Regions from separate parts of the Gossypium hirsutum genome. Here region 1 is linked to region 2. The links are chromatin contacts, called in public Hi-C maps. All regions are on one chromosome and are shown on one strand. The core of a region is the stretch at or near the end of the contact, and the rest is flanking DNA. Distances in the headings are between cores, read along the strand shown. Region 1 has its middle 12 kb from the start of LOC107951310. Region 2 holds the start of LOC107922663 (shaggy-related protein kinase alpha).

What was found. Hi-C and Micro-C count contacts between places; a contact is called where the count stands out from the background.
Region 1: a Hi-C map of leaf shows a contact between it and region 2, with 1.6 times the contacts expected there. The contact joins the enhancer-like site here to the promoter of LOC107922663 in region 2. A contact is called at or near these places in 4 of 34 Hi-C or Micro-C datasets (hypocotyl and leaf).

Annotation. Positions count from the first base shown.
Region 1 is chrA12:84,179,242-84,185,965 of Gossypium_hirsutum_v2.1, reverse strand. No RefSeq gene overlaps it. Among protein-coding and RNA genes, the nearest start is that of LOC107951310, 12 kb to the left of the region's middle. Within about 2 kb of position 3,040, at least 2 of the 9 cell types and tissues checked have an H3K27ac peak or open chromatin away from gene starts, as enhancers often do. A contact at or near this core is called in leaf, where this site is marked.
Region 2 is chrA12:84,127,890-84,134,741 of Gossypium_hirsutum_v2.1, reverse strand. LOC107922663 (shaggy-related protein kinase alpha) reads right to left here and starts at 3,555. Exons shown (of 13, transcript XM_016852796.2): 1 at 3,298-3,555; 2 at 2,689-2,900; 3 at 2,492-2,584; 4 at 2,342-2,401; 5 at 1,959-2,231; 6 at 1,750-1,824; 7 at 1,231-1,287; 8 at 997-1,137; 9 at 859-909; 10 at 607-702; 11 at 441-524; 12 at 216-318; 13 at 1-121. The coding sequence starts at 2,802. The coding sequence ends at 39.

The DNA.
Region 1 (6,724 bases), core at 1,791-4,290, 52 kb before region 2:
GGTGTTTATTGTATTTGACAGCAACAAGACCTGACATTCTGTTTGCTGTAAGCATGCTATCAAGGTTCATGCACTGCTGTAACCAGCAACATTACAAGGCTGGGAAAAGGGTGCTAAGATACATTAAAGGTACCTTAAACCATGGAATACAGTTTAGAAAGGCTGAAGAGTTGAAACTGATTGGCTACACTGATAGCGATTGGGCTGGTTCAAACGATGACATGAAGAGCACTTCTGGCTATGCTTTTACACTTGGCTCAGCTATGATTTGTTGGAGCTCAAGAAAACAAACAATGGTGGCTCAATCGACAGCAGAAGCAGAGTATGTAGCAGCTGCCAATGCTGTTAATCAAGCTATGTGGCTGAGAAAAATTTTGAGTGACTTGAATCTACAGCAGAATGAAGCAACTGTGATACATTGTGACAACAAGTCAGCAGTTGCTATTGCTAAAAATCCTGTCTTTCATGGCAGGACAAAACATTTCAACATCAAACTCCATGTGATAAGAGAAATGGAACAAGCTCAAGAAATCGAGCTAATCCATTGCAGTTCTGAAAATCAGATTGCCGATATCTTCACAAAGCCTCTTGGTGTATCAAGATTTCTAAGCCTGAAGAGGAAGCTAGGAGTCTGCTGCATAGAAGCTGAGGAGGAGTGATGAAGTCAGCTCCCATGTAGCAGCAAAGGTGGCCATGCAAGGAACGTGCTTCAACAGCAAATTGATGCAGCAAGCTGAAGCTATTCATTTGGTTTCCTTAATTGAATGTTTTGTATTTAGTTAGGATCAAACTTAGTTGGTAGCTGCATTTTGATGTAATTAGGTGCTGAATGACAAGCTTAGGTAGAAGTTTTTGTTTTTCAATCAAGTTTACCAAGTTACTAGGCATTTTAGTGGTGTTAGGTATGTTAGTAGGTGATTACTTGTTTGTTTTACTTATTGACTGATATATGTAATGGCTTAATGCCTTGTTCATGTGTTAATGAAAAATATCAGCTCATTTTCATTCAATCTCTTTCTCTCTTTTCTGTTTTCACTTGCTAGCTTCATCTTTCTGTTTTTTCTGCTTTCGAGTTTGCTTCTTCACCAAGCCTCGAGGCTTACTACTCAAGCAAGACTAGAAACAGCTTGCTGCTGCCTCTTGCACCAACAAGAAGGGATGTAGCTGCAGTGGTGGTGGTATTATTATTTGGTGGAACCTCGGCAGCAAAGTCTTCCCATTGAAAAGAAGGGATCCAAGTTGATTTCATGGCTACTTTCTCCTTTGTATCTTGAGACCCAATCATCATCTGGTTATGATGAGCATCTCTAATATTTCTTACCAATGTGAAAAAAGCATTCATCTCTTCTTCATCATCATCATCATCATCATTTTTATTATGCTCAACTGGTGGGGTCTCCTTTGTTTTTGCTTCCATGTTTTTCCTCTTCATCAAACCCTTTTATGTTTTATGATTGTTTTACAATTTCTTTTTTAAGAACACTTGGATTTGTACTTAAAATGAAGGAATTGTTAAAGAAGAAAGAAGAAGAAAGTAGGAAGAAAGACAATAATTTAAAAAAAAAAAAAAGAGATTACGGGAATCAAGAAGATTATGTTCTTATAAGAAATTACTAATTGGTCCTTTGAAATTTCCACTACAACCACCTTCAGCTTGGACTTGTTTATATAATTTGGTAAATTTAATTGAAACCTATAGAATCAAATGACTTAATCCTACATGTCGTGTTTTAACTTTGGAATATGTACTTACGATAATATATCATTCGATACTTAAATTTAACATTAATGTTTAGTTTGGTATTTGAGTATTTTTTTATCCCAATTTGATACTTGAATTTGACTTCAATGTATTAATATAACAATAGCTTTAATGTTCAATTTGGTACCTAAATTAAATAGTGTCATGTGGCTCAATGAATATTTAACACGTGTGCTCTGGTAAAAAAAAGTATATACTTAATTGAGATAAAAAAAAAGCATAAATATCAAATTAAATATTGAAACCAAACTTATGTACTTAATTAAAAAAAAAGTTAAATAACTAAATAAAACATAAGTCCTTCGAGTATTAGTTGGCAGAGTATAACTCAAAAAAAGAATTGAATACTTCTAAGTTCTCCAAGATTTTGTCAACTTCAAGATCTTCAAACAAAAAAAATATATATGTTAAAGTATATAGGATGTCCCTATATTATAGGGATTAGATCCAATTAGTCCTTCTATTATTAAATGGGCTGATTTAGTCTTGATATTATTAAAAGGAATCAAATAAGTTAGAAATTGTAATATAGTTAACATTTACTATATAAAAAAACATCTTTAAAAAATTCTTTCCAATTACAGCTCAATTTTAAGCAAAAGATTTCATTTACAAAATCATAAAAACTTTAAGAGTATGAATTCTGTTAGACCGTAAATACTCTTTTCTAATTTGACTTTATTTAGTTCTTTTTAATAGTATAAGAATTAAATTAATTTATTTAATAATATAGAGACTAATTTGATCTAATCCTATAATACGGGGACTTTCCAAGTAAATTCACCAAAAAAATACACTCAAATCAGTCAGTGACACGTAAGGTCTTCAAGTGACCATTTTTAATTAGGGATTCAAAGATTAAGTGGAAGATTATGAATATATAAAATAAAAAATAAGATGTAAAATACAAAGAATATTATTCTCCATTCTCTTTGCAAAGCACTCCATTGATTTGAGCAGGGCGTAGCTAGGGAATTGTTGGGATGATTTTTACTTTTTAAAATTTATTTTAAAAATTTAGTAAAGGTAAAATTGTAATTTGACCCTCTTAAAATAATAAAATTTAATTTAATTCTTTAAAAATTATAAATATATACTGTATTAAAATGATGAAATTACATTTTTATTATTATAAAAATTATAATTTAATTTTGACACCTTAAAAGGATTTTCTGACTTCATCTCTAGGTTAAAAATTATATAGTTTTGTACATTTGAATATTTTAAAATTAGATGGGCCAACCGACCACAGCTCAAGAACAATAATTTCTTGAGAGACCCAAATCAAACACAGGTCCTAATATGTGTTGTTGGACTGCATGGAACTACACTTGGGCTTAGTGTTACATGTAACACTGATTTACAACTTTTATGAGATGGATTTAGGATTGTAATTTAGACATTAGTGCTTTTATGTTATTTGAGTTAGATTAAAAAAATTTTAAATTTAATTTGGTATTTATGATATCAAATTTGAGCATTGTAACACCTGTTTTGAATTAAAGATGGTAATAAGACGAGGTGGGTCAAATTTTTGCCTGCTCCAACTTCAACTAGATGTACTACTCATATGTCTCGAATCTAAACCTAAATTTAACCTAATTGATATGCAAATTTTCATATTTTAATACAATTTTTTTTTATCTAAGATAGTGTTGTTATGTATGAAATATAATTTTATTATTTTTCGCATTAAATTGTCTTTATATTTCATTTATGCTACGAAAATAAGTAAAAAGGCTTAACTTAGGAGCAGTGGCGGAGCTATGGCTGGCAGGGGCACAGTTCCCTTAAAATGGAAAATTTTTTATTTAGGTCCTTTATAATTTATAAAATTTTAAATTAGTAATAGTAAAATTACACTTTGACCCTCTAAAAATGATAAAAATTTAATTAAATCCTTTAAAATTATAAAGATATAGACTATTAAAATTGTAAAATTACGTTCTTACTATTGTAAAAATAAACAATTTAATTTTGGCCCCTCAAAAAAAAAAATTGGCTCTGCCACTGCTTGGGAGAAGAATATAGAGGTGCGTGGCACAAATAATAGAAACGAGGATCTAATATTAATATATTATATATAAGACTAATTTTGTAATTATCTCAAGCCAGGGTAGGGTGGATTTTCTCTAAACCCGACGATAGCTTCACTTGATCACTATAAAAAAAATACTTGACTTGATCTACCCCGAACCCGATTTCAAAATTAAAAAATTCAAATCTATCGAGTCAAGTCAAGTCAGAACCTATCTAATATAATTTTTTTTCCATCCTTAATTAGAACAATTCACAAATTTAATCAAGCTTTTCATTTTATATATTTTTATATTATGAAATTATATTTTTACTACTATTATATTATAAAAAGAGTTTAAGTATGAATGAGCTTAAGTTTAAGTACGATTAAACTTTATATTCGAGTTTGAGATAGACAAAATTACTTTATCTTAAAAATTAACATTCAATCGAACTCAAATCAAATATCAAATTAACATTAAAATTTTAATTTTAATTACTATTCATCATCACATTAGTGATGGAAATTTCGTCATTGAAATACGAAGGAACCTTCCTATTTCATTGTCAAGTTTATCTTTATTCCAGGACGTCCTTCTTATTCTTAGGCTGGGCGAATTTGGAAATTGCACAATATTATTGTCAGTTGTCAATTGTGTCCTTATCCTTTTTTTTCTTCTATAGATTTCACACTAAAAAATTAAGTATATTTAAAATATCTCTTATCTTTGTATTGAATTTCATTTCAATCGATATTTTTATTATTGTAGTTACGAATAATTATATATAAAGTTATTTGTACACCCAAAACAATTATAATCAAACATCAATTTACTAAAATCGAAATAATCAAATCGAACTTTTTTCGTGAATATTTTGATTTTAAAATTTTCTGAAATTTTATTTATAAAAAAGATTACCATTGTAATTTAATATATCGGCTCTTCTTTCATTCTCCTCTATTTTTTAGATTTGGAACAGACCATCAGATCAAATCAAGATTTAGTTAGAGTATTAATTTAGAATAAAGGATTCGACCGGTTGACCCGTGAATCAATTGAATCAGCCGGTCGAACTGAGTTTAATTATCTTACAAGCGTATTTACCTGCTTGAAATTTTTGTTTTAGTAGCAGCAAATGACCAAAATATATAAATCTCAAAACCCTGTGCCTTTTACCATCCTAGCAGGCAATACTTTAGGTTTTAGGTTTAGTTTTTTTTTAAAATTAGATTAATTAATTTAATTTGTAAGTTTTAACTTATTTTTAATTTTTCCGTTGAATTATTTGCAATATATTTTAAACCAGATTGGTAGTCGAACTGGTCAAGCCACCAATTCGTCGATCCAACCAATTCGTCTAAAAAATTAAAAGAATTTTAAAAATCTCAGTTCAACCACCGATTCAATTGGTTTTTTAACCGGTTCAATCATTTTGTACCGATTCTCAATCTAATCGGTTCAAATCCACTTTTTAGACTAGTACTCTAGCCGGTTTCCAATCCGACCAACCGTTCGGCCCAATTCCAACAATATTGGTTATTTGAGTATTTAATATTAGGGTAATTAGTTTTATATTTGGAATTTTGTTGGGTTGGGCTTTACATGGGCGTTAGGTATTTGATTATTTGGAATAGGGTTTGGAAATGAGTTCATGGTTTATTAATCACAAAATTAATTCACTTTTTTTGAAAATTCAAAATAAAAAAAATTAAATAAGCTGTCAAAACCAATTCTTTATATAAAATAAATGGAAAATTTGATTAAATCCATTTTATTTCGGTTAAATCAATTCGAATCATTTCGATACATTTGGTTAATCAACTTTTTACTTACCATTAACTGAATCTTATTACTATGAGGTTAATTTAATAACTGAACCCTAATATTATTATTGTCGTTAAAAAAATGCTTTTTAATTATTTGCGGGGATTTATGTTTATTTAAAGTAGTTAATACTTCATCCAATTAATTCATAAATTTAATTAATATTTTTATTTTAAATATTATACATATCAAATTATTATTTTACTTTTTGACAAATTATTAAATCTTAATTAATTTAAGCTCAAGTATATGAATTTAGTAATGAAATTTGATTTCAACAAACTCAAACAGATTATATTTAAAAAATAATATTCAATGAAGTTCAAATTTGATTTTTCTTTTTCATTATTGTCCATTGTTTTTAGAATTAAATTGGTTTGGCCATGTGAATTAGATGTCGAAATAAGGGGTTGAACCGATTAATTCTTGAACAAATTAAATTTACGATTGAACTGAATTAAAAACCAATTAAACTGATTTAATCTATTTTTAAATATATTTTTAATAATTTATTAAATTAAACTGAAAATCAATAATTTAACCGAATCTAATTTTGAAAATCTCTTAGCGTAAGAAGCAACTTCCTATTTCGTTATATAAGGTTAGGATGAAGTGGGCCCACATAAATAGGGGACATCACCAGTTGTGTCTCTATCAAATTAACTCCCACTATATTGAGTTATTGACATTTCCACCCAAATACATTTATCAAATCAAATTTGTTGGTGTAAAAAATTCCAAATGGAAATGCACAAAGAAACTTATTTAGTAAAAATATTATTTATTATGTTACAATAGTGTTGAGTTGTTGGTTAATTGTTCTGAGTTGCAATGAGATATAATTGAAATTGGAAAATAAAAAAGTATATATGTAAATTTGTTAAGTAATTTAAAATCTCAAGGTTTTATCTAGAGAGTAATTCCCTGTAAGGTATAAATCAACTGTACAAGATATATCCTTTTCACCAAGAGCAAACGTTTGGTTAGAGATATTGTATAGTTTTGCATAGAAATCAAATGAGGTTTCATTTTCTACCATTCTTAGAGTGTCATACCTGGCCATTAATATCTGAAGTTTGGATTATTCAACACCTGAGGTCCTTTAATGTGTTGTCTC
Region 2 (6,852 bases), core at 2,306-4,805:
CATCAAAGATTTAAGCAGAAAGGAATTATATTATTCCATTATAATCCAATGAAGGAACATTGCTTTTTTGCATGTTCCGGGATCAGCTTCGGTAACATATCCGTAGGAACTCCCTTCAGTTCTGAAAAAAGGGGAACAATTCTCATCAGTTTGACAAGAAATTAGTTAAAATAGTAGAGAAACATCGATGTTGTATTGGTTAGGGTCTGTTTTACCGTGAGGCTTAAAGTTGAACAGTGGGGGAAGAAATCGACCGTTAGGTAGGCGGGTGTGAGGATCACGTAGCTCATCAAAGAATGGATGAACCAAAGCCTCAATCTGTGTACAGGAAATAAAAGCACTCATCGTAAGACAGCACATTAAAATGCAAATAGTAAGCTTGACCTAAAGATAGCACCGTGGGAATTTCATAATCGAATGAAAGCACAGCTGATACTTACAGCTGTGCTACGCAGATTTGGAGAGTACTGCAATAGTCGTGAAACAAGATCCACAGCTTCCGGAGGCATACGCTTATGAAATATCTGAATACCGATGATACATTGATCAATACCATATGTTGCATATAATTCTCAACAAGTAAACAAAATGACGTGATCCAGTTACCTTGTGCCATGGGTGAGCTTTAATTTGGGGGAATTTGAACTCTGTATAGTTAGGATTCATGCACTTGATTTCTTCTCTTGTTGGGGTACCTAGAACCTGTTGCACCAAACCACATAAATCAGAAAAGGGAAGAAAAGCATAATGGAGCAATAGGCTACATAAAAGCCACCATCCATCATGTTTTACCCATTAATTTTTCCAATAACATCATGATAAAACTATTATTGATGAGAATATTGAACTAAAATGTACCTTAATAATTTCAACAAGCTGGTCTACTCCACTCTCACCAGGAAACAGAGGCTGGAGTCACAAAAATAGTAGTTGTTAAGTAATATAAAGGGAAAATGCATATAAATAAGCAAAAAATATATGCAAGGAAACATGTACCTGCCCAAGCAATAGCTCAGCCAAAACACAGCCAGCAGACCAGATGTCAATGGCTGTGGTGTATTCAGTTGCACCAAATATTAATTCAGGTGCTCGATAGTACCTAGAACAGATGTAAGATATGTTTGGTTCCCCTTTCACCTGACAAAGTTAAAATCAAAATTAGGCTCACGAACAATAAGGTAGTGACTGAAGAAGCGACTAGACAAAAAATTGAGATTCTATCATACATACCAAAACTTTGGCACTTCCAAAATCACACAGTTTTAGCTGATGAGTGTGCGGGTTGACCTGAAACAGGAATCATTGTATTAATAAGAGTAGGAATTTTAGTTTATATGTACAAAATGATAAGCAGATAAGATTGGAAACCTAAGTTACTCCTCAAAGTAAATAACATGACCTATAGCGTCATGACAAGGGACGTCATGGTGGCAATATTGTTAACCGAATTTATTGGTGATATAAATGCCTCAATAACCTTACAGATCCTTTCTGTTTAAAATTATGAGATCCAAAAGCTCTTCAGCTTAAGTTTCCAGTTTCATGTTACAATGTAGTACATAGATTCTTCAGAATGCTGGATTGTATCTTCCCTTTCCAAACTACAAATGATCTTTTTGGATTTATAATTACGGTGAACCACCAAACTATTTCCAGGCAATGCTTGTCCGGCAATCATTTAAGATTTTAAAACTAATAAAGCTGTAGTAACTGCCAATGGAAAGCGTTTAGCAAGTTGTTTGGACATACCAATAAATTTTGTGGCTTTATGTCCCTGTGGCACACACCAATACTGTTATGAATGTAAGCAAGTGCTCTACAAATCTGCATTAAGACCAAAACAAAACCAATTTCATGAAAGGGTTTGCATATTACTGTATCCCGGATTCTTGTTACCATAGAGAAAAAAGAAGGTAGAAATAAGATAGCAAAAGTGAATATTTTAACCAAGCTGATACCTGGTAAAAATAGAGTTTAACATATATCAGTGGCATCCTTTGGTTCATCTTATTATAATGCTTGATAACTCGGTGGACAGTCTCCGGAACATACTCAAGCACCAGGTTAAGATAGAGCTCATCTTTTTCAGTAGTTGAAAAGAAACAATGCTTCAGAGAGACAATGTTGGGGTGGTCTAGAAGACGCATGGTTTGCAATTCACGGTTCTTGTATCTCTTGTCTTGAAGAACCTTCTTAATAGCAACAGTTTCGCCTGTCTCTAAACATTTAGCCTGATATACAACATATATAATTTAGTACAAAACCTAAAACTCAAACTTAAAATATGAAAATATGAACATATCTTCAAACCAAGTAAGAAATGGATGAAACTAATGTGTACCTGAAACACTACCCCAAATGATCCATGCCCAACAACACGTTCGGCCATATAGCTTATTGTCTGAAAATGAAAGAAAGATTAAGTTAGAAAACCATCAAACATCCAAAAACCCGACCCTATAGTTTTCAAGGAGAAAATTATAAAACTAACCTGTTTAGGCTGGCCATTTTTACCCCCAATAGTGGTGACAATAATATGCCCAGTTTCGGTTCCGTTACCATCAACTATAGTTGCTTCCACTTCCTACAAATAGTAATAGCTTTTATAAAACCGAAAACCGATCCGGAAGATCAAACAACCAATTAATGGAATCAAAGCAAAGAAACCATGAAACCAAATCAACATACCTTGTCATCCCTAATTTTCATATCATTCATTTCATGAGGTAATCTATCAACACCAACTGCATTCCCACTAGGTTCTCTTAACCCAGAAGTAGGCGCCATACCTATAGAAGCCATCGGACTAAACTAAAAAGCAAAAAACGATAATCTCACAGATCCTCAGTCGAATATCAAGCTCCTTTTAAAAACAGCCCCAAAAAAACTCAAAAAATTACCTGTAAACACATAAAAAGAAATGTCAACGTTTCATCCTTACATAAACCAACAATACAGCTTTGAAATCTCTAATCCTTAGAAGAAGAAAAAATTTTAACGCAAAATTTTTCCAAAAAAAAACATATTAGCTACAGATTTTGCATAAAATGAAATCAAACGCAAACCGTTATTCTTCCTTAGTACATTAACTATAGCGCTTTAAGTTCATTATAGATGTTTCCTTTCCGGCAGGGCGGAAAAAATCTAACCCTAGAAGGAAAGATGGATCTAAGATTAAGTAAAGATCAAGCAAAAAAATTAACAAAAATTTTAAAAATTTTCGATCTAACATCAAAGCAAGGAAACCATTAGATTCACAACCAAAAAAGAAAAAAAGGTATGGATGAAATTCATTACCGAGCGGGTCAAGAAATCGGTACGTACTGAGGTGGAATCACGAGAGGGAAAATACGGGCAGGGAATTCGGATCTTAAAACGGATCTTTGAAGTTGCGGATAAAGATCGTCGTTTATGGAAGATTTTTTTTTCAGAGAGGAAGTTGATTTTTTTTTTTTTGGGGGGCGGGGAGGGGAAGAGAGGAGGTGTTGGTTGGTGGTATTGTGGTTGATGACAGTCAAAAGAAAGATTTATATTTGTTTTTTAATTTTCATTTTTACAATATTTATTTTGCTTTTTCTCGGTTTTCAACAGTAAAGTAGGGTCTTCCTTTTTGACCGTTCAAACTTCGAACACAGTGTGTGGGCCTCACTTTCAACTTTCTCTCCCTTTCAAGTTTTGAATCCAACTGTTCCCACCACCGCATATATTATTTACTCTAATATTATTTAAATATTGGTTTGATTGAAATGGTAATATTACGTATCATTTCGGTCTTAAATTCTGTTCAGTCAATATCGATTTGTATTCATGTATATTAATTTACATGATTGGTATAAAATTTTAAATTAATTTTATTTTTTTATATTATTATTTTGATTTTTCAATATTGTTTAAATTGAACGAGACAATTCGAAGAAAGTTATTATACCAATTAACCCATGAGTTAGGAGGTTAAATTGGGAATTTTAATATTTTTATCGTCGAACTGATAACTTAATTAGTTTGTCCATCCATCCAATTATGAAAACTTTAAATTTTTTTATAATTATATTTAGGGTGTGTTTAATTAACTAAATTTTAAATTAGTTTTGTAATAAGATTAAGAGTGAAATATAAAATTATTTTATTTAGCTGAATTGATAGATTCGTCTAGAAAATAAATTTACCTAAAAACAAATTTTATTAATTTGTCCTTACTCTAAAATTTTTGTTTTTATAAGTTCAACAATTTTTACTCTTATATTTGTCATAAAATTATAATAACTTACGAAATTCATTTTAAGTACACCTTGATTTTATCATAAAAATTAAATTGAATAATTTAACCAAAATATCAACTCAATTATTAAATTATATAAATACTCATTCTTTTAAAATATAATTAATATTATCATTACGATGTTTTTGTTTTTTAAATAAAACAATTGAAACCATTAATAAAATTGGTAACGGATCATTAACAATCAATGCAATAAATTGCAAAACAGTATGAATATAACGGGTAATTTTAGATTTCGCCCAGAATCTTACATAACTTAAAAAAGTAGTCGTAATTAGATTGCACTATATATTACGACATCTTGACATTCTTCAAGAATGTAAGATTATAGTATGGTTGGAACGTTAAAAATTCAAACACCATAATCTCATTATGAAATGTAATATTATAGGTAGTAATGTAAGGTTCGACCAACCAAATACCACTTAAAATTCATAATTATTAAATTATATAATTGAAACTAATTAATAATTTTAAAACTTATATTTAAATATAAATATATTTATATAGATATATGTGCATGTATATAATATATATTTATTTACCAAAATAATATATAATTATTAAAATTAAACTATAAATATATAATGAAAAATATTTAAATGTATAGATAATTTATCGAGAAATAAAGAATTATACTATAGATATATAAATGTAAAAATATTTTTAAATGTCGATAAACCTGAAACGGTACATCAATATATTGTTGTCATCTGTACGTACCATAACCAAGATAAAAATAATACGCCATGATACGGTATTGACTACATTAGCTCAAATTCAATAAAGTGTATGTATTTTTTTAGATTTTACATAAAAATATAAGAAGACAAAATTACCCATAATATAACGTTTGTTGTTTTGTAAAAATAATAAGTTTTTGATAATTTCGCAACTAAATTAGAATCAGGTTGATGGTAGTGTTAGGAAAATTTTAATAATAAATATAAATTTTGTATATGTATTTTTTGGCAAACTTTGTTAAAATCTAATAATTTTAATTTTAATGATAAACTTATTTGAAAGTTGTGCATTTACTAAATGGGAATAGATTTGACCAAATAGAAAGTTTAAAGTTGTTGGCATGGATTAAACCCTTTACCATTAAGGTGAACTTGTCAGTCACTTGTACACACGGTTTTGATGCAATTGGGCCCAATACTTCAATAACACTATCTCAAAGAGTTGCACACCTCTTTATTTTAGTTTGAAGAATGTTGAAACCAAATGTAAACTATATAGTTGATCTTATGTAAAGAGAGGAGTTATTAATAGAAGATTAACTCGATTTAAATCCTTCCAATCAAGCATTCTACCCCATAGATGAACAATTTTGTCAAGCCTGAAAGGTGATGAATTAGTAAGGCCAGTAGAAACCCTTTTTCCATATATCTCTTAAGGATTGTGAGATCAATGGTTTGGTAAGTCGAGAATAATATTTTTCTCTCCATGAAATCACAAGGACGAGTTTTGAAATATATTCTTTGATTGCAATTTATCTAAATAATTCGAGGAAAGAGCTAATTTGACTAAACTACCCCTGTACTTTACCATCTGCAACTTAGCTTTTATTGGTGTCTGGCCATGATTGATTGGACTTTAATATGAAATTCCACCTTATAACATAATTAAGGCCTGCCCTTTTTGCCACTTTACACACACTGCATTTTTTTTCCATTTTAAACTAAGTACTCTGTAAATTGAAATAAAAAAGTTAAAAATATGTATATACTAAATTCTATATTTTTATTTTTCTATTTTTTTAAAATTTCCTTATCAATTTATCAACAAAAACAAAAGCTTATAAAATCATTTTTTTTTAATATTAATCGTGTTTTAATCTCTTACCATATTTACTATTTTTGATATAATACTTAGAACTATCTTAATTTTTCTCCATCTCCTAAATAGGAGATTAAGGGTGAATTTAGATGAGCGATTGGATGCGATATGTTTAACTTATTTTTTGTCTCATGCTATAGTATCTAATCTCACCGCCATCGCTGTTTTTACATTAACTGCAATTAAATGTACCATCCATCTAAATCCATCCTAATACGTTTTAACATGTTCAGATTCACGGCTTCTTACACTGATAATAATGTTAATACTAAAAATAATTAGGTGTGCAATTAATTGAGATTCCTAATAATCCAAAGGAGAGTAGAAAAATGGATAAAGATGAAGGTTTGGATGAATTTACAATCCAAAATGGAATCATTCAAAGGTTAAAGTTTAAAAGCAATAATAAATGTATTGAACCCTTTGAATATTTTAATTGAAATAAGTCAATACCTACAAAATATGACCATCTGGCAAAACGTTTGATTCAATCCAAAATTTCCAGCTTTTGAAATTTTGATATTTAATTGAAAAAAATAAAAAACTATTTAGCCTTTGAGGGTTTTAGGGTATAGATTTGAAAATTTTATGCAAGTGGTGGCTAGGCGGGCTAACAGTGACAATTATTACTATTTTAAATAGTTAGGTTGAAAAAAAAACCCCGCAACTTTTAAAAGGGTTTTGGTCAATTTTGAGGTTTTAGTCCGTACATTTTGATTTTGATTTTTTTT